Linked DNA regions of Mus musculus: region 2 is linked to region 1. Evidence: chromatin contacts called from public promoter capture Hi-C data. All regions are on one chromosome and are shown on one strand. The core of a region is the stretch at or near the end of the contact, and the rest is flanking DNA. Distances in the headings are between cores, read along the strand shown.

Region 1 (6,137 bases), core at 1,870-4,369:
ACTCATTTTCATGGTCGATAAAAGCACGAAAAAGAACCAAAGGATTAATGTGTTATAACATATTTAATAGATAGGGCAATTAGTTGTAATGCATTGTAAATGTGGGTAAAATTGCAGATTTTCTTCTGAGTAAGATCTATATATGAAAATTGCCCCATGATGGGCTCAGAGGTTTGGCCTCTAACTTTGACCACAAAGTTTACATACTTTCCAAAGAAGTATATTCTATCAACTTGCTTTCAGAAGCCAATCTCTTTAATAACATTTCAGGTGGATTTGGTGACGTCCTTCTTTCCATAATCTATTATAAGCAATCTTAAAAGGTTTTGCTTGAAAAAAAAAGTCTTTTCAGATGTAGAAAGAACAGTGTGAAATGTGAGTGACTGGCTCTTAATACAACAGTGTGACAAAGAGGCGCAGTGGCTTTTAGAAGCTGAATGAAAGGGTGGGTACACGAGCATCTGCAGACTCTGTTGGCCCAGGATAACAACACATCTGACATTCAGTTCACTTTGTTTGTCTAAATGGATTCCTATGGTTGTTCTCTTATAATTTCAGTGGAGCTCTCTTAGACATAGGTATAGATAGGTGTGAAACTGACCATTTACTTGCACGGACTCAAACTTCAAAGCTTAGCTCTTTGTTGTTTGAGCATCACATTGATCTGGATCTAAAGGCACAGAAATAAAACACCCACTAACTGCTTTAGACACTCCTTCATGCATATCAAAAGCAACCTTTACCCTCCTCTCCACACATGTGCTTAGGTGAACACTTCATTAGCTTGTTGATACAAGTTAGAGTTGGCTACACCCTTCCTTAATAAAATACACCCTTATTGTCTCCTGTTGCTTAAGAGCTGTAAGCTTGGAATTGGGGAGCTGTAACAGTGATGCCCAGTGAAGGATACATGATGCATACAATACACACAAGCAGCCTTCTATTTGCTAGGCTTCCTTTTGGGGGAAAGCCAAAAGAACCAGCATTGCTTTATCCCTGTGTCTCATATTGGTCTTAGAGGAAGAGACTAAGTAATCCCTGTATTTTATACTTTCCGGGGTGTTGCACGCTCTAAATCAGGTTAGTATTTATTGAAGATAATGGCAGAGTTACGGGTGGTCGTTTTTTAGATCTGTGGATTTATTTCTGAATTGGCCTGTGAATTTGCGTTTAGGTGTCTGGCTGTACTCTACGTCTGGTTCTGATTTGGTTGACCATTTAGACACGAATAAAGACTAGACAGAGCTTCCTCTTCCCAGCTGCTGCTTACCTAATCTTACATGCAGTTGACTGGGTTTGTGTCTGTCCTGAAGTAAACAGAACTTTAATACAGCAACCTAATGGACAGGACTTTTTATAATAAAGAGCCATCACATTTAGCATTAAGAAACCAAGATGTGATGACGTGTATGGAAGACTGGCAAAAGCCTTAATGTGTGTGTGTCTTTTTAGTCTTGAAGATTCAGACTTAGACAACTCCGTTGGTTACCCAGCTCCTTAAGGAGGGATTTTAGTCCTAGGCAAGGTCAAGAAAGGCTAAGAACCAGAAAAACAGGCTGTTTAGGGTTGGAACTGAGGTGTTGGCGCAGAGGAGCTCCCGTGACCCCCATCCGTGGAATTTCATGAGACTAACATGGTTCTGAAAGCAACAAGAGTAATGGCTGCGATAATTGTTTCCAGGCTTAGGACCCCTGGCATCTTGATTTTTTTAAGTTGACCTGATGAACTAGTAATTGCAGGGATAAATGGAATGTTTGCCAGCAGGAGTCACTCTAGGCCTCCCAATAAAAAAAGCTAAGTGCATTAAATTCTATTCTTACAGAGCTTGGAGGCTAAGGTGGTAGTGCTGTGATCAGGTGGCTTTTGGGAAGTGACCGTAAGTGTATTATAGTAGCCTCTGCTTTGCCCATGTGCCTGCCTTCTTTTGACAGAACATGTGGTTCTTATTCCTTTAAAAAAAAAAAAAACATAGCCCTTAACATGTTTCTTAAAAGGAAGTAATGTATTATGGATATTAGCATCTTTGTAGTCTGTGTATTAGCACACTTGGCCTTCTTAGAGTGATTTGATTATGTTCGAATCATCTCTCTGAGGTGAACACACATCCTTCCTTCTGATGAGCATCTTCATCTTATGGCAGAGTCTCTGAAATGAGCTGTAGTTAGTGTGAAATATGTTAGCTTATGCCTTTCTGAAAAGAATAGGTCCAGTGTGGTCACAAACTGAAATATTTCAGCAATAGCCATGAAATCTAATAGTTTCCCAAGTGCACACAAACTCAAAAAGTTAATTGTTCATTTATGTTTGATACTAGGATTGCAACATTGGATTAAAACCAATTAAATGTTCCTCGAAGCAACAGAAAAAGTTTCCTGATTTATGAATAGAACCATTCAAACGGTGCAGACACAATCCATGTAAAGTAATGAGGTGTTTTGTTTTTTTGGCAAAGGGGAACGCAAAACAGGCATAGAGTCTTAAAAAAAACTCTTAAAAATCTTTTTGGATAAGGTTAATAACACACATCAGCAGGAAGGAGTGATGGGAAATCTAGGACTTCATTTCACAAGGAACGTTATCCCCTCCCCCCCCAGGTGAGCTGCACAATGAAAATACTCTGCTTATTCTATCAGGGTTACATTCCTGCACTTGAGTCAACATCCTAAGTTACAGAACTAAACATGCCCTGCCTCTGCTTAGCAACCGCAAATCCTTCCTTCCCCAGTTGCATGTATTTTGGATGTGGCATCTGAAGTACAAATTCCTCAAATTCGATTGCACCCAGAGTCAGGAACAGTGCTTTATTATCCTAAAGTGTGACCGCACCAGAGTCCGTGCCACCTCCCTTTGCGGTCTTGTTCGCCACAGATTCTTTTAAACTGCTAAGCCAAACCCGGAAGCTGGCCATCTGAAGCCCACGAGGCCTGAGTTTCAATCCTGACTTGTGCGGTGCTACTTCCCTGAGCCCCGGCATCCAGGCGTGAGAGGTGCGTGGTGCGGGTTCACTGGACACCCGGCCACACTGACGGAGGCGCGCCGTGGACCCCCCCCCCTCTCCCCGCCCACCGGCGGCTGCGCGCACTGCACCTCGTAGCGGCACGCCGGGCGCCCCGGCCGCGACGCCGCCCGCACAGCGCCACCGAGTTCACGCAGCCGCGGTCGAGCTGCCCGGCGGCAGCAGTGGGCATTGGCGGCCTGGCCGAGGTCGGTTAAAGGGACGAGTTGCAAACAGTTCAGGAAGTGACAAGTCGATTTCCTCCTCCCCGGGAGTCGCTCGGTACAAAGCGCTCGGCGCCGGCCGGAGAGCGTGCGCACGGCGGACGCGGGCGTGCAGCCCGGACGACTTGGCGAGCGCTTGCAGTGACGGCCCGCGTCCGGCGCGCACAGTAAGCGACCCGGCCGGGCAACCGCGCCAGGGGGCTGGTCCGGAGTGGGGTCGGTGCGAGCTCCCCGGCGGCGGCGGCGGCGGGGGAAGTTGGGCTCGCGTGCGCTGCGCTCGCTCTTTCCTTCCTTAATGCTGCTGGCTTTCTTTCTCCCTGTCTCCTTGTTATACGGCGGATCCGGTGGTTTCTACCGGCGCCGACTCTTGCTCGCCCTGGTGCAGGCGTGAGACTTGTCAGCGCGCTGGCGGGGGACGAGCAAACCTAGCGCTGCCGAAAAGTCTGCGCTCCGCCGACCCAGCGGACGGCCGCGGAGACGGCTGCGTCCCGAGCAGCCTCCTCCTTTGAGGCTCAACTTGAGCCCTGGCTTGTGGCAGCAGCGAAGGCGCTGAGCCCCGAAGTTCCGCATCGTTTGCAGACAACTCTTTTGTTCACGGAAGTTTACACCCGCCACCCCTGGGATGCGGGCGCGCAGGGACGACTCCAAGGCTACACGACTGACCCGCGCGGTGTCGATGGGGGTGAGAGGGCGCTCTGCCTAGGGAGGGGGAAGCAGGCGGCGTGGCCGAGGCCAGGGCTTGAGGAGTGGGGGGTCGCCTGTGCCGGCGTGGTTTTTGCACATGGCGAAGAGGGCCGTCCGTCACAGGATACTAGCCTAGTCACATTTTTTTTTTTTTCTTTCTGCCAATCCTTGGTTTGCTAGCCGGTGGGAGTCAGGTTGCCAGCTAGGGGTTTCACTTGGTGGAACCGGGACCAAAGAGACTTGGAAACCCAGAATCCGAAGAGGGTGATTTGAGTTGACCCAAGTGTTTTCTCGACCCCCCCTCCCGCCCCCACATACACAAGCTCCTCTTCTACCCTCAGACTAGGGGAACAGTGCTTGCGGGTGAGTGGGACAAGGGCCTGGAATTGCGTGGGCAGGCTTGTTCTGGACCCTCGCCTTTGGACGCCCCCTGATGCTCCTGACCGCCGGGTTCGTTAACACGTACTGTACTTAGTACCATGGCGAACAAAGAAAAGCTCTTTGCAGCATTTGGTGAATGGGATTCTGCCTCCTATAGGCCACACTCTTGAGTTTTCCATACGGTAAAATTGGGACTCTGGTGTTGGGAAAGTGGCCCCCGTCGTGGGTTGCATTCAGGTCCTGGCCCCATTTGTGCTGCCGCTGCCGCCTCTGCCGCCTCGGTACTTGTCTCGCAGGAGTTGGTACAGATGGAGCTAGGCTGGTGGTGGTTCAACAGGAACAAATGTTTGTTGAATTATTGGACGGTGGAGAAAGGGACTGTTTTCTGTTGACTGCTTCAAGAGTTGGAATGACATTGTTTGTTGGCCCAGGAAGCCAGGCAAAATGTCTTGGGCTCCTTCAGCATATTAGCAGACCTCCAAATGACATGCTAGCATATGTGTTCCCAGCAGTCCCCACGCCTGGAAGGGGGGAAGCCCTCCTTGCTGAATCCTGGACTCCCGTTTTGAACGATATGACTTGATTTGAGGCTCTGGGGAAAGAATGGAGTCTGCGCACCCGTGCAACTCACGATCTTGACTGGGCCACCAAGTTTTGGTTTCATTTTAATTTTTCCACTTAGCAGGGACTTATCTCAGTTACAGTTCTGACAGTGAGTTGAAGGTCTGTAGATTCCCCTTCCCCCTTTGCTGTGCGCTAGATTAGCAGAAAACTTGTTCCAGGTGATAGGCCCCCTTTAGTGAAAGAAGGGTTGAGTATTAAGGTTAGTAACTGTAGTTGTAGACTCAGGGGGTGTGCGGATCCAGTTTCTGGACCCTGTGGTAGTCAAGAAATCTAAGAGGCTTGGGGAATGCCTGCGGTTTTCTTCCAAGTGTCCACATCGGGAACAAGATGCTCTTGAGACCAGTTCAGAATAGCTCTGGTCAAGGACTTGCGCCTACCCACCCCCTACCCCTCCCCCCCCCCCCCCCCCCCCGCACACACCACAAGAGTGTGATGTGCGTTCATTTTAACATCAAAGCAAGCATTCTGGAAAGGCTGGCTGCAGACCTTGGACTCTAAGGTTGTTGAAGGCAGGATAAGTTCACTGTTTTGGTTGATAATGATTCTAATCAGCTTCTCTCCCTTTGTTTCCAGTGTAGTAGGTATGTTATGGAAAGAGTTTTAGATAGATACTTCAAGGTCTTCATAGAGGAGTCACTCAACTGACATTTTACAGGAAGCCCTTCCTGGGTGCTCACCTGCTCCCCCACCCCCTTTCCTTCTCTCTCTCCTAACCGTCCCCTCTCTCCCACCCTCTCTTCCTCTGTCCCTCCCTCCTCACCTTTCTTTTGCTCCTTGTTAGTTGGTACCCCCTAGCATCCCCATCCTGTAGTTCCATAGTAGCTGGTTTGTTTTAAGTGAGTTCCTTGAGCTGGTGCTTGACCCATGATGGGAGCTCAGCCAAAGCTAGCTCTCCTCCTCCTCCAGGAGAGAGCTGTGTCTAAATGCTGTCAGCAGGGGGCACTGTGGAGCAATCTGGTGCCTGCAGAGCTCTTTAAAATGCACACCCTTCCCAGCCACTCCTCTTCAGCTGGCACTGAGGGTTGAGGGCTGGGTCCTCTGTCCCAGCTGAAGTGTCATTCAGGCATGAGACTTTCTAGGGTTAAATCATGCACAGTCTGGAAAACTTGTTTGTACCCATAAGAGGGGAAAAAAAAAACCCACTGAAGTAAACACTCAGGTCAGCACAACCGCCACCACTGTGCACACCTCTCTGATGTGTAATAAAAGAAACCTGCAGGCATAATTTG
Region 2 (6,137 bases), core at 1,655-4,154, 180 kb after region 1:
GACACCTGGCCTTTGAGGTTTCCTCAGGGCTGAAGCCCCCATCCCTCTCCTGGTCCAAGATTCATACAGAAACTTGGTCAGACAGCTCTGGAAAGATAATTAAAGGGGGAAAAAAAGGAAGAATGGGGAGAAAAGGCGAGGGAGGAAGGAGAGCCCCTGTGCTCACTCCCAAGCCCTGTCTGAAGCTGTCTCTACGCGGCCCCAGCACAGAGAACACAAGGCACAGGGCAGAGCTGCCCGCACACTCCCTCTGCTGCCGACTCACCCTTTTCCCAGGGATATGAGCACGGGGTTTTCCAGCTCCATTAGCACCTGGAAGGCTCTGTTCATGTTCTGATAGGAAAAGGCCTCCCCAGCATCCGCAATCACCACACAGTTTGGGTTGGACATATCGATGTCATCAAATTCTGAGCGGACTCCTGGAAAGACAAGAGAGACGGACAGAACCTCAAGCTCAGCATGAGGCCTACTCCCAGCTCCTTCCTCTGCCAGGTCTGCCTGGCAGAAAATGTATTTCAGAACAGCCTTGTGACAGTTTAAATGAAAATGGTCCCCACAGGCTCATAGGCAGTGTCACTATTAGGAGGTGTGGCCTTGCTGGAGTAAGTGTGGCCTTGTTGGAGAAAGGGTGTCACTTGGGATGGGCTATAAATACTCAAGTCAGGCCCAATGTCACTCTCTTCCTGCTGCCTGTAGATCCAGATGTAGCTCCCTCAGCTGTCTCTTCCAGCACCATGTCTGCCTCTGTGCCACCATGCTTCCCACCATGACAATAAAGGACCAAACCTCTAAACTGTAAACCGGCCTCAATGAAATGTTTTCCTTTATAAGCAGTGGCACACGCCTTGAATCTCAGAGGCAGAGGCAGGCAAATCTCAGAGAGTTCAAAGCCAGCCTGGTCTACAGAGTAAGTTCCAGGACAGTCAGGGTTATACAAAGAAACCCTGTCTCAAAAAGAAAGAAAGACAAAAGAATGAATGAATGAATGAATGAAAGGAAGGAAGGAAGGAAGGAAGGAAAGAAGGAAAGAAAAAAGGCCATGGTCATAGTGTCTCTTTACAGCAACAGAAACCCTAGGACAGACCTGAAGCTGGGAAATATCCAGGCATAAATATACTGTGGTATGTTCCCTACATGGCTAAGAGCAAGAGCACAGTGGCACGGGTAACACTATGATGAGCCTCTAGGCTAACAAGAGGAGCTTTACACAGACTTTCTGTGAAGGAGGGGATTAACTCAGCAGGGTTGTACACTCCAGAGAAAGGCCTACCTTAAGACAGGCCCCCCCCCCAACAGCTCTAGGGAGGACCCTGTAGACCCTACAAAATCCTGTTTGATAGGAGGGGTTTTCGCTCCTGACCAACTGAATCATACTGGGCCAGTGTGATCTTGAGTGAAGTGTGTGGCTGGAGATGGAGTCCCTAAGGCCAGTCACATGAGGACTGTGTATTTAGATGACCAACCAGCCCTTCTCAGAAGAGTGTAGGCACCAAAGCTCCCTCCAGCATCCCTGTTACCAACCTGCAGTGTCACACTTCACTGCTGAGTCAGTGGAACACATCCAGCATAGGGACAACTGGGATATCACTCCTGGCTTTTCCTGCCCTTTACCCCGAGCAGCTCCTCCCTTCTTGAGCTGAGCTGTGGTCTTTCACTGTACCCAACTTTGATTCCAAGGATTCCAATGTCTCTCTAAGTTTTGGGAGCCCTTCCAGGGAACCAATGAGACCTAAAGTGGTCTTTGGGGTCCCTGGATCAATTATACATTGGTATGCTCTATTGGTATGAAATCCTAAATAGGTACATTTATTTACATTATCACTAATGACTGTCACTAAGGGGGCAGGGCTGGAGACTGACTGAAGGGCGTGCAGGAAGCTTCAGGGTGATAATATTGGAGCTCTCTAGGGGCTGTGGGATTCTAGGGGCATGAAAATTAAGGCCAGCGAAAGAGCAGTAGAGAGCCAAGCCCAGGCCCACACCTTTAATCCCAGCACTCGAGAGGTAGAGGCAGAGGCAAGAGGATCTCTGTGAGTTGGAGGCAAGCCTGGGCTACAGACTAAGTTCCAGGACAGCCAAAGATACACAGAGAAACCTTCTCTTAGAAAAATAAACAAACAAACAAAAAGTGTAAGAGAGCTCTGAGCTTCTCACTGCATGTAAAATCTTACATCAGCAGAAAGCAAACTGACCACATACTGAGCTCTATGAAATGCTGAGGACGGTACCAACATCCACTGGGGAGTGACGCAAAAGTAAAACTAACAGACAGATAGAGGCACGAATGGACACAGAGCTAAGAAAACACTATGGAATATCTTTCTCTATGTCCAGGAGGTGGGAAAAATATTTTAATTGTGCGTGTGCACGTGTGTGCATGCTTGTGGAGGTTAGGACAATATTGGGCGTCTTCCTCAACGGCTCTCCACCTTGTCTGCTGATATATCTTACTGAGCCTGAAGCGTGCTAATTGGGCCAGACTGATAGCCAGCAAGCCCCAGGGATCTTCATGTCTCAATTCTTGGATTATAGGGGTACACCGCTGTGCCCAGCTTTACACACAGCTGTTGAGGATCAAACTCAACTCCTAGTGCCTGTGTAGCAGGTATTTTACTGACTGAGTCATCTCCATACCAGCCCCCAAAGTAAATGTTTTTGAGGTTGGTTATATATTTGAATATTTTCATAGTAAAGTATTAGGAAGAAAACATCAGTAATAAAACCCAGAGAAAATCAAAGCCTAAAACCAGGTGTTTCCTGAAAACACGGGCACGGCAGCAGCACGCGCCCCCAGCTCTGTTATGGCGGCTGGATTCCTTGGTTAGCACCACCTCTGAGCCAATGCTGCATTTGCCCCAATTCCTCTACTCCTCGTACATGCCTAGCAACCCTGGCAGCGCTCCTAACTACAGACAAAGGATGTGAGCAAGATGATTTCTAAAGGCTGAGCGAGCATGACCATGCCAGGGCAATGGTTCCACCCTCCAGCCTTCCAGAGAGCGCTCTCCTCCTCAGATGAGTACCCTGCCCAGAGATTTGTCAAAATGAAACCGGTATTGACGGAGGAAAGGAAAAAAAGAAGGAAGGAAGGAAGGGAGGAAGGAAGGAAGGAAAGAAGGAAGGAAGGAAGACAAAAAAGTGACCTCAAGAAAACCTCTCCCTCTGCTTTGTTCCACAAAAGCTCCCCACTGAGGGCTCAAGGATCTCTGGTCTTGCATTCTGACCAAAATCATCTGGCTTCAGACCTTGCTCCAAAGCCATCTGCAGATTTCACCAAACAGCAGGACCAGCTATCACTGAGGCAGCTCAAGGCTGTGGGTGGCAGTTTCTGGAAAGCTATGAACTGCAAGCTTGATTTGCATACCTTCATATTCACCCCGCGCCCTTCCTTCCTCCTTTCCTCTCTCAATAATCCCTTAGGTGAATCCCTGACCTCTTGCCTAGATCGAAGAACACCACTCAGGCTTTCCTCTAAGGAGCATCCTGAAGCTAGCCTTGAGGCTGGAGGTTAAAGTTGAGGCCTGATCTTACCTCTCCCCCATCCCCCAGCAGGAAGCCTCAAGAATTCTGAAAACTCACAAGTGTCACGGAAGAAGTCAGGCTTGCTGTGCATGTGTTTCTCATGGTTTGGCCCAAGGGGCGTGTGTGTGCATGTGTGCATGTGTGCATGTGTGCATGTGTGCATGTGTGCGTGCATGCAAGCCTTCTCCTCAGGCTTTACCTCAAAAGTCAAGCCCAAGGCAGGCCTACCTTCATGGATAAGCAAGTGTGGCCGCAGGCCTCGCTCCTTCAGGATCTGGCAGGTGGCTGGTGCAGGGGCAGTCACCTCTTCTTCTGAGATGTCAAACCCCAGCTGCTGAAGCACCCCCACCAGCTCTCTCAGGGATTTCTGGGACTCATTGGTACAGAACCTCACTTTCAGCGGGGACTGTTTCAGTCTAGGACAGGAAAACACAAACGAGAATGTGTTCAGCACAGAAGAACATTGCCTCCTGAGGAGAGACCAGAGAGGGACTTTTGCAAGGGCAGCTGGTTAAGAAGCAGTGTGTACCAGACAGACACAGATGTGTTCAGCCTAGGATTTCACAGCTGGAATAGACCACTACTTGACACAGAAAATGCTGGCAGACCACATCTCCAAATGGCTTGTCTATCCTCACATGATGTGAGTCAGATGAGACTTCCCAAGGTCTCCCTACCTCTGCTTGGAACACTTCATCCCAACCCCACTGCAGACATGTCACCTTTCCACCCGGGCCACATTTATCTGGCACTCCAGACCACACACACGTTTCTCATTCCACGGTGCTTGCATTCCCCACGTCTACGAGTTACTAACTCTGGATCCATACTTCTTCAACGGGGCAAGGCAGAGGTACCAAGCTGAGGTTTGACTTCTGGCTAACATCAATAATCAGAGAACCCCACTCTGCACAAACCCAGCATCTAGGCTCCATAAAACTGAGATGCACTGAAAGCCAAGAGCTGTTGAGGGTTGGTCTGACGCTGTGTATGCAAATGCTAAATTCTGAACCCCAAGATCTAGTTGTCCCCAGGCCTGCCCTTGTTGTATAAACCCCAATGTAAAGTTTTTGGTTAAATAAAAGTGATTACAGACAATTACTGCGAAAGAATACAGGTAGGCGTGGCCTCGCTTACCAGGCTGCAGGTTGCAAGGAGAGAAAGAACAGGAGAAAGAAGAAGAAAGAAGATGAAGAGAGTAGGAGGTCTCCACTAGACATGATGAACCAGGAGCTGAGCTGAGAGAAGGCCATTCTGACGACTGAGGGAGTAGAAACAACCTGGGTGAGACACAAACAGCAAGGAACCTAGGGGACACAGCTAGGAAGTAGCCAGTCTAGCATAGAAAAATAGTCTGAGCCGGGCGTGGTGGCGCACACTTTTAATCCCAGCACTCGGGAGGCAAAGGCAGGCAGATTTCTGAGTTGGAGGCCAGCCTGGTCTACAAAGTGAGTTCCAGGACAGCCAGGGCTACACAGAGAAACCCTATCTCAGAAAGAAAGAAAGAAAGAAAGAAAGAAAGAAAGAAAGAAAGAAAGAAAGAAAGAAAGAAAGAAAGAAAGAAAGAAAGAAAGAAAGAAAGAAAAATAGTCTGGGGGTAATTAATTATTGTGCTAAAGCTGATTAAACAAATCAGTAAGACTCTGCCTTGATCATTGAGCAGTGATGGCTGGATCATACTAAGAACTAATGGTTATTAATAGCACTTAGAACAAACAGCACCATGACCCTTCCCTCAGAGTGTCCTGGTGACACTTGAGTTTTGGGGACACAAAGCCACAGAAAGGATACCTCGAAAGGCCCCCAATGAGATGACATTCATCCCATCTACAGATAATCACTGTGTACTTGCTACACCCTGGGTGCTGGGAATGGCCATGGCCTCCCTGGTCACAGTTCTCAGGTAGCATGGAGGCTGGCTGGCAGTGAACAAGAAGGATCACAAGAAGGGCAATCTGCACCTGGGAAGAGAGGGGCCATGAAGAAACCACATGGGGAGAAGGGATTACAGCTAGATACACAAGAAGGCTGTGGGGAGGCCCTCACCGGGAAGCAACCTGGAGCTGAGACCTTGAGGAGAAAGTACCAGCCAGCTTTGCAAGAGAGCAAAGGAGGGCACATCCAGCAGCAGGAGTGGATCCTAGGTGGCAGCCAGCACACACACTGCACAGGGACAGCAAGCTGTGAGGCTGGTGCTCACCGGGGACCAGCATGCAGGAGGAGGCCATGCAGACCAGAAGCCCTAGCTCAAGGCTGGGATGAGCGATGAAGCAGTGACTGATGGGAGCTGTCCTGCTGGCTCCTAAACTCAGATTGAGCAGTCCTCACCTGCCTGAAGACAAGCCTGGAACTGATCCTAGCTGGCACCTACACAGAGCCCGGGCTGCACAGCCTAAGATCAGGGAGGCACTTTTTAAAAATCCTAGGAAGAGGCAGGAGAGTCTCAAGTTCCGAGCCAGCCAGGGCTACAGAGATCTCAACAGCAATGATGATGAAAACCCATGTCTGCAATCCCAGTGTGTAGGAGCCTGAGGCAGAAGGATTGCCATGAGTTTCTAGGCCAGTTTCTGTACTAGAATTAAAACTCCATCTCAAAGCCGGGTGTGGTGGTGCAC

The links. Promoter capture Hi-C pulls out the DNA fragments that hold promoters and counts their contacts.
Region 2: a promoter capture Hi-C map of hippocampal neurons shows a contact between it and region 1, with 2.5 times the contacts expected there. The contact joins the enhancer-like site here to the promoter of Fam53b in region 1. A contact is called at or near these places in 13 of 39 promoter capture datasets (the 3T3-L1 cell line, the C10 cell line, the HPC-7 cell line and 6 more), 8 of 484 Hi-C or Micro-C datasets (DN2 thymocytes, bone marrow-derived macrophages, embryonic fibroblasts and 4 more), 16 of 115 datasets of contacts at active chromatin or transcription factors (the SCID.adh cell line, T-cell acute lymphoblastic leukemia, VIP interneurons and 13 more) and 5 of 9 other capture datasets (adipose tissue, embryonic stem cells, liver and 2 more).

What each region holds. Positions count from the first base shown.
Region 1 is chr7:132,810,830-132,816,966 of GRCm38.p6, reverse strand. Fam53b (family with sequence similarity 53, member B) reads left to right here and starts at 3,119. Exons shown (of 5, transcript NM_001381858.1): 1 at 3,119-3,386.
Region 2 is chr7:132,628,283-132,634,419 of GRCm38.p6, reverse strand. It overlaps Lhpp (phospholysine phosphohistidine inorganic pyrophosphate phosphatase), which reads right to left. Exons shown (of 7, transcript NM_029609.1): 2 at 3,751-3,938; 3 at 266-419. Among named protein-coding and RNA genes, the nearest start is that of Lhpp, 21 kb to the right of the region's middle. Within about 2 kb of position 2,904, at least 32 of the 459 cell types and tissues checked have an H3K27ac peak or open chromatin away from gene starts, as enhancers often do. A contact at or near this core is called in VIP interneurons, forebrain, hippocampal neurons and 1 more, where this site is marked.